Linked DNA regions of Mus musculus: region 1 is linked to region 2. The links are chromatin contacts, called in public promoter capture Hi-C maps. All regions are on one chromosome and are shown on one strand. The core of a region is the stretch at or near the end of the contact, and the rest is flanking DNA. Distances in the headings are between cores, read along the strand shown.

Region 1 (3,178 bases), core at 226-2,725, 97 kb before region 2:
CCATATAGGGGTAAGTTTGAAATACTCCAAGATCCTTACTGCTTACCACACTCCACTTCGATATGCCTGAGCGGAAGGAAATCCAAAAAGACAGTTTGATTACCCCAAATACACCATCCACCTCCTCCAGACCCCACGATCAGTATGGCTTGCCTCCAAAGACAGGGTACCATCCTCTTCTGAGAAGGGTGTGGAGGTCTTTTCAGGTTCTGTATCTTCAGGCCGGATCCCATGCAGGCGCAGCCCATCGCTGCCATAGCCAGAGGAGGATGGCAAAATGCTCACAGTGATGCCACTGACAGATAAATCACTCTGAGAAGCAGGCATTATGGGACCCTTGCAGGACACGAGACCTACATGGGTAGGCTCTGTGTGAATAGGGTCTCCTGACTGTTTTGGTATTGATGAAGCAACAGAACACTTAGCAATCCAAGAACCTGTGGGAGGGGCACTTGGAACACTCTTGGTTCTTCCCCCCACACTCCAGCCCTCTGAAGGTTGGTCTTGATCTACTGTTTCAGAGGGGTAATCCGTCCGAGGCAAAGTGCTGCTCCGATGTCGATGTCTGAGCAGAGTGCCTCCCTGCTCCACTGCAGTCTCTCCCTGCAAAGGCAACAGCACAGCCCTGCTGCTGCAGGATGCTGTCCTCGGAAATTCCACCAGTTGGCTCACAGACTTCTCACAGTTCCTTTCTGCTGGGTTATCAAGCAGGTGAGCAATGACTGTCATACCCTCTTCCAGGGAATCCCAGGCCCCTCCAACAACTGATGACTCATTCTCCAACAAAAGGTGAGCAGTCTGGATCTCTGCTTGGAAGCTCTCCTTTACCTGCACAATCATCCCTTGATCGCCCACCCCTGAGTTGGGAGCTGAGTCTCCGGGCAGGAAAATGTCTGATGGGGGGTGCTCTGCCCCTCCCACTCCGGGCTCCTTTGGGAGCCTCGCTGTTAACTTCGTTAGGGTTTCAGTCTCTTCAATGACTCCAGTGCCTTCCAAAGCTTCCTCCCTGTGAGATGCTTCTGGAGTAAGGATTTTCTTCCCTCTCCACTTCCTTTTGAACCGAACCCTCTTCTTAGGAGATATGGGAGCCTTCTCAGGAACAGCTATGGACTCTTTCGGCTCCTTAACACAGCCCAGTGAATTTCCCATTTCTTTCCTCTCTCAATCTCAGAAAATAAAGCAGTTGAATCAGTCCTCGGATCCCAGAGGCATTCCAATGTCGGCTTCATCGGACTCGATGCACATTCAAAAGAACCAAAAACCAAAAAACATGCACTATGCCGGCAATCCCTCCAATCCTTTCTCCCTCCCTCCCCGCCTCTCTCTGTCTCTTCCAGCCGCTCGATTCAGACAGCCATCTTACAGGCTCAGAGCTGCAACAAGACAAATTTCAAAGCATCTCACTGCAGTTCAGAAATCACTTGACCTAAAAGCAGACAGAAACCGGATTGGCTGCCGCTTCCTCTCTCCAAATATGAGGTAATTGGAGCACTGCCCTCAGTAACACAAACAGAACGCAAAAAGGAGCTAGAAACCAGGGAGAGGGAGGAGGAGGGGAGAACGTAAGAGTAAATGGAAAGGGGAGGGGAAAGGAAGAGAGAGAGGTAGCCGGAGAGAGGAGGAGGAGAACAATATCAAAGAGGGGGTGGGGAGAGCAAACCAGCTCAGTGGGTACTAACTAGCAAGGGAAGGGAAGGGCCAGGTAGACAAGACCAGAGAAGCCGCAATGAAAGCTCCCAACCTATGAAATGAAATATGTTTTAATCACTGCTCCAAGACGCCCAAAGGAAAAGAGCAAGCAAGATATACATAATCAAATTTTAACCTAAGAAAGATTAGAGCCCACTCCTTCCATTAAGAAAAGAAACAGGGGTATGAACAATCCAGCCTCCTGTGGCATATATGGCCAGCTCCAAAGAGTAACATCCACTAATTCGGATGGCCAGACACACTGATGAAAAACCTGGAAATTGATTTTGAGTATAGTATGTTAAGCCTCAGGGACAGGTGATCACTTGTCAATACAATATAAAAGTCAGACAACAGTATTTGACATAAGTGTTCAATAGTAATCATCAGTACTGCCTTTGCCACAGTTAGCTATCGTATTTTGAGTACTTGCTATATAACAAGTTCTATGTGAAGATACACACATATATAACATATATATAATGTAACAGGATAATATATATTATTCTGTTATATTCTCACAGCAGCCATGTGTGGCCCAATTTTTAAGTAAAGAAAACTCAGATTTAAGAAAGCTGATTAACTTGTCCAAGTTGAAATAACTGAGGACGGGGAAGACACAAGCCATTTAGACTTCATGTTAACACGACAAAATGGTTGATGTGTGTAATCTCAGCTACTGGGAGGCTAAAAAGGAAGAATTTCAAAGCAAGTCTGAAGCTAGCCTGGACTACTGAGTGAAACCCTGTCTCGAAAATACCCATAGAATAAAAGAGAGACTTTTCATTTCAGCTCCATTAATTACTAGAGGGAGAAAAATCTGCTCTCCACTGCCATAAAACAAGAAGATATTCCCATAGTTCTAAACTAGCAGCTAGACTCTGTAGCCAAGCAACGAAGAAATAACACTTGCTGCTGACTGGGGAGAGCAGCTGAGGGACTGAAACCCAGGTGATTTTCACTCAGACTGATGTAAGTAAGGCTCATAGACCACACCCTGCGCTGCCAGCCAGCAGAATTCCTCCACCAGGTTTCCAGCACACTGCCTAACACATGCAATCGAAGGCTCTCTGAATGGAGTGGGAGAAAAGAGGTATGCATGTTTCTTCTCTGTTGTAGCAGTTTATCTTTCATGTTCCTGCAGTGCCAGGAATCAAATAGAGGGCCTTGTACATGCTAGAGGCATATGCACCACCACTAAGCCACATACACACTGTGTATGTATGTATGTACATGAATGTAATGGGATTTTGCTATGTTGTCCTGGCTATGTAAGCTCAAAAAACATATACCAGCACAGCCCTATCACCTTTCCTGAAGAGTCTTCCCAGAAGGAAAGCAACTAGAGACCCTAAAGCCCCGGCCGGCCGGCTCTTGTGTAGCTACAGTGGGTGCTTCTTCCCTTAGTCTGGCACTAAAGGGCCAGCAAAACTGCAGCGCCATCTTATGGACATCACAGCACACAGCAAGTCAGAGCAAGGGAAACTCA
Region 2 (3,232 bases), core at 352-2,851:
TTGCCTAGCCTGGGCAAGAGTAAAGCCCTGGGTTCCATCTCCAGCACAAGCAAAAATAAATTGGTTTTGATAGTTGAATCTAATTTTTTTTTCTTCCTTTCTTTTTTTTCTTTTTTTGGTTTTTCGAGTCAGGGTTTCTCTGTGTAGTCTTTAGTCTTGGCTGTCCTGGAACTCACTCACTCTGTAGACCAGGCTGGCCTCGAACTCAGAAATCCACTTGCTTCTGCCTCCCAAGTACTGGGATTAAAGGCGTGCGCCACCACTGCCCGGCCTGAATCTAATTTTTTAATACTAATTCTTGTTGAGTTTTCTAATTTATTTATTGAAAGCTTGCTTATTCATTTATTAGTTCTTAATCTCTTGCCTTATAAGGAAAGTCAAGTCTACAGAAACGATTTACTTATTCCCTAAGATCCAGGTTCCTAGCTAGCTTATTCTTCTAGTCCTGTACGGAGAGAAGAGGCTTGCATCATCTCACTGATGCTACAAATAAACCAGACGGTGTCACCTAAAAGTACTTTTGTCTCTTAATAGCCAATTCACTAGCTTCTTAACCTTGTTCTAAAAAGACAATGAGTGTGTGATTTCAAAAGGAAACTTCTAATATTAAAGTGTACTGACAAGACAAGAATTCAAGAGTTGGGTGGCCATCTAGATAAGCACCTGGAATCTGGCCCCCATCAGCCTAGCCTGCCTTTCCATTTGAATGGAGACAGGCCCTGGTGTGTGTGATGGAAAAAGAAACTCCCAATGTTTGTTTAATGTAACTCTAGTTCAACCTTCGCTTTGGCCACCGCCTTCCAATGCTCACAAACACTTAATTGTCCCTGAAAAGTAGGTCAGTGCCTCCTGGAACAAGCTGGAAGGAGAGCTAAGTCTCAGCCCATGATTCGAAGAGCTGAAGAGGCCCGATCTGTGTCTAGGAGACCAAAACCAACAGTGCAGTATGCCAAGAACTCTCCAGGTGCTCCAGGTGGCAACCTGGCTACTGCCATTCCGAGCCATTCCTAGGTGGTGACTCAGCAGCCTGGGAGAGAAGATGATGCCCAGAAAAAGCAGCTGGTGCTCATGTGAGTCTAAGAAATACTTGCTCTGCTCTGGTGCCTCACAAGGTATCCCTAATCATCTCTGAGTGAAAGGTGAACAGTCACAATGCAGAGTTCTTTCCATCCCTGTTTCTATGGCTCCTTCTGTAGAATACCTAGCATTGCTTGGCCATAAATGGAGTGACATGAACATCTTCCTACTTCTTCCCCCCAAATATTTTATTCAGGGCATCCAAAAATAAACACTGCCATGAGCTAGAGGTACATTCCTAAGCACTTTAAGTGGTCATTTGAGGATGAAAGGGTTAAAGTCTGGGTACAGGATACATCTTGTCCTAGGCTCAAATACCCATCCATGGTCTCCCCTAACCTTCTAACTGTCTTACTCACTAAATATAGATCATCTTTCCAAAGTCAAAAAAGGGGGACCCAGAAGAGGCGACAGAGAGATGGCAGTCTGGGAAACAGCTACCAGAAGGTCAGCTGTCCAGCTGGCTCTGGAATCTGAAAACTTCCAAACCTAACAACTGCCTTTCTCAGCAAGAATCAAAAGTATGTGCAGCAGCTGTGGAGGATAAAGGCCGCTTGCTGAGCCAGCCCCAGAAGCTAGCAGCAAACCATTTCCTTAGCCATTGTTCTCCAAAAGAAGCGAACGCTGCCAGCCACCTTAAAACCAGATACCAGAGCTAAATCTGCTGAGAGGAAGAGAAAGTTATCTCTCTGACAAACTGTGTGCCGGCACCTTGCTTTCTTGGAATTTCTCTGATAGTAAAACTCAAACCACTGACAACCCCACCTTTCTCAGCTCCCGCATGCCAGCATCTCTAGCCCCACTCACCCCTTCTCCTCCTCCTCCTCCTCCTCGTCTCACTGCCTTCCTGGTGCTCCACTGCACACCTGACCAGTCAGAATTGTACCATCTGACACCTGGATTCACAGTTTTACTCCTTATTAGTCTAAGAACTAGACCCTAAAGTTTACAAAACAAAGAACATATCTCATCACTGTTGTAGGAAAGAAAGGTCCCATACTTCAAGCACTTTACACATACTATTTCATTCGATCTTAAGAATCCTACAATGTAGATACTATCAGCAAAACATTCTACAGATGAACACCAAAGTACATGAATACTCAAGTATTTGCCCAAGTGCAGTTAGTAAGTAGCAAGGCCGAGACTCCAACCTGGACAGCCTGACTCCCATCTAACCTCAGCAACCCTCTATACCATTGGCTGCCTCATCTTAAGGTCAGTACTCTACAGCAGTGGTCCCCATCTTAAGCTCAGTACTCTACAGCAGTGGTCCCCAATTAGCAGCACCAGCAACTCTGGAAACTCAAAACAGACGCAAATTCTCAAGCCCCACCCGTGATTCGGTGCACAATGAGCCAGAACCAGGGTGGGACCCAGCAATCTTTTTAACAAGCCCTCCAGGTAGTTCTGATGCTGGTTCAAGGTGAAGAGCAACAGGGGCGGAGTCACACATTACACCGCTTTGGCTTGTCTGTATTTGAGCCACACCCAATACCAAAGAAGAGTCTAGGAAGAAGTTAATGCAAAAGCCTCCTGAGCAACTGACCACAGCAGAATGGTTAAGAGTCCATGTAAATGGTATGTAGATCTGCTGCCAGTCAGCTGTGTATCTTTGGGCATGTCACTATGTCTTTCTGATCTTCTATTTCATCAAGTATGAAATGGAGCTAAAAATGGAAACTAAAAGCAACACTATCATCAGCTGCCTAGTGGCCTGGACTGTAATCAACCACTACTTAGGAGGCTGGCACAGGAAGATTACAAAGTCAAGGCCTGCCTTGGCCACATAGCAAGTTCCAGGCCAGCCAGGGGTACACGATGAGATTCTGTCTTTAAATAAATAAATAAATAGTTTAAGGGGGTAAGGATATAGGAATATGGCTCAGTGACAGAGTACCTACCCAGCAGTGTGTGACCCTAGGTTCAATAATCACTAATAATGAAAAAAAAAAAAATCAAAGTCAGAACTGAGGATGTTCAATCAAAGTCAGAACTGAGGATGTTCAGTGACAGACAATTTGCCAAGATGACAGGCACCAAAGGAAATATAAAGCATTTGGTAAGTCATGATTGAAACTGAATAAATGGCACAGAAGTCTAAGTACTGCATGTCTGTGTGTTAGACACTGCACTAGGCACAGGCATTCACTGT

Evidence for each region. Capture Hi-C pulls out chosen DNA fragments and counts their contacts.
Region 1: a promoter capture Hi-C map of adipose tissue shows a contact between it and region 2. The contact joins two enhancer-like sites. A contact is called at or near these places in 1 of 15 datasets of contacts at CTCF or cohesin (the NIH/3T3 cell line), 5 of 484 Hi-C or Micro-C datasets (the N1E-115 cell line, Sertoli cells, cerebral cortex and 2 more), 4 of 115 datasets of contacts at active chromatin or transcription factors (embryonic fibroblasts, embryonic stem cells and microglia) and 3 of 9 other capture datasets (adipose tissue, liver and pancreatic islet).

Annotation. Positions count from the first base shown.
Region 1 is chr4:123,526,311-123,529,488 of GRCm38.p6, forward strand. All of the region lies in intron 5 of Macf1 (microtubule-actin crosslinking factor 1), which reads right to left. Among named protein-coding and RNA genes, the nearest start is that of Gm31156, 24 kb to the right of the region's middle. Within about 2 kb of position 1,476, at least 116 of the 459 cell types and tissues checked have an H3K27ac peak or open chromatin away from gene starts, as enhancers often do. A contact at or near this core is called in adipose tissue and pancreatic islet, where this site is marked.
Region 2 is chr4:123,623,045-123,626,276 of GRCm38.p6, forward strand. The region is part of intron 1 of Macf1 (microtubule-actin crosslinking factor 1); the gene reads right to left. Among named protein-coding and RNA genes, the nearest start is that of Mir6398, 8.2 kb to the left of the region's middle. Within about 2 kb of position 1,602, at least 96 of the 459 cell types and tissues checked have an H3K27ac peak or open chromatin away from gene starts, as enhancers often do. A contact at or near this core is called in adipose tissue and pancreatic islet, where this site is marked.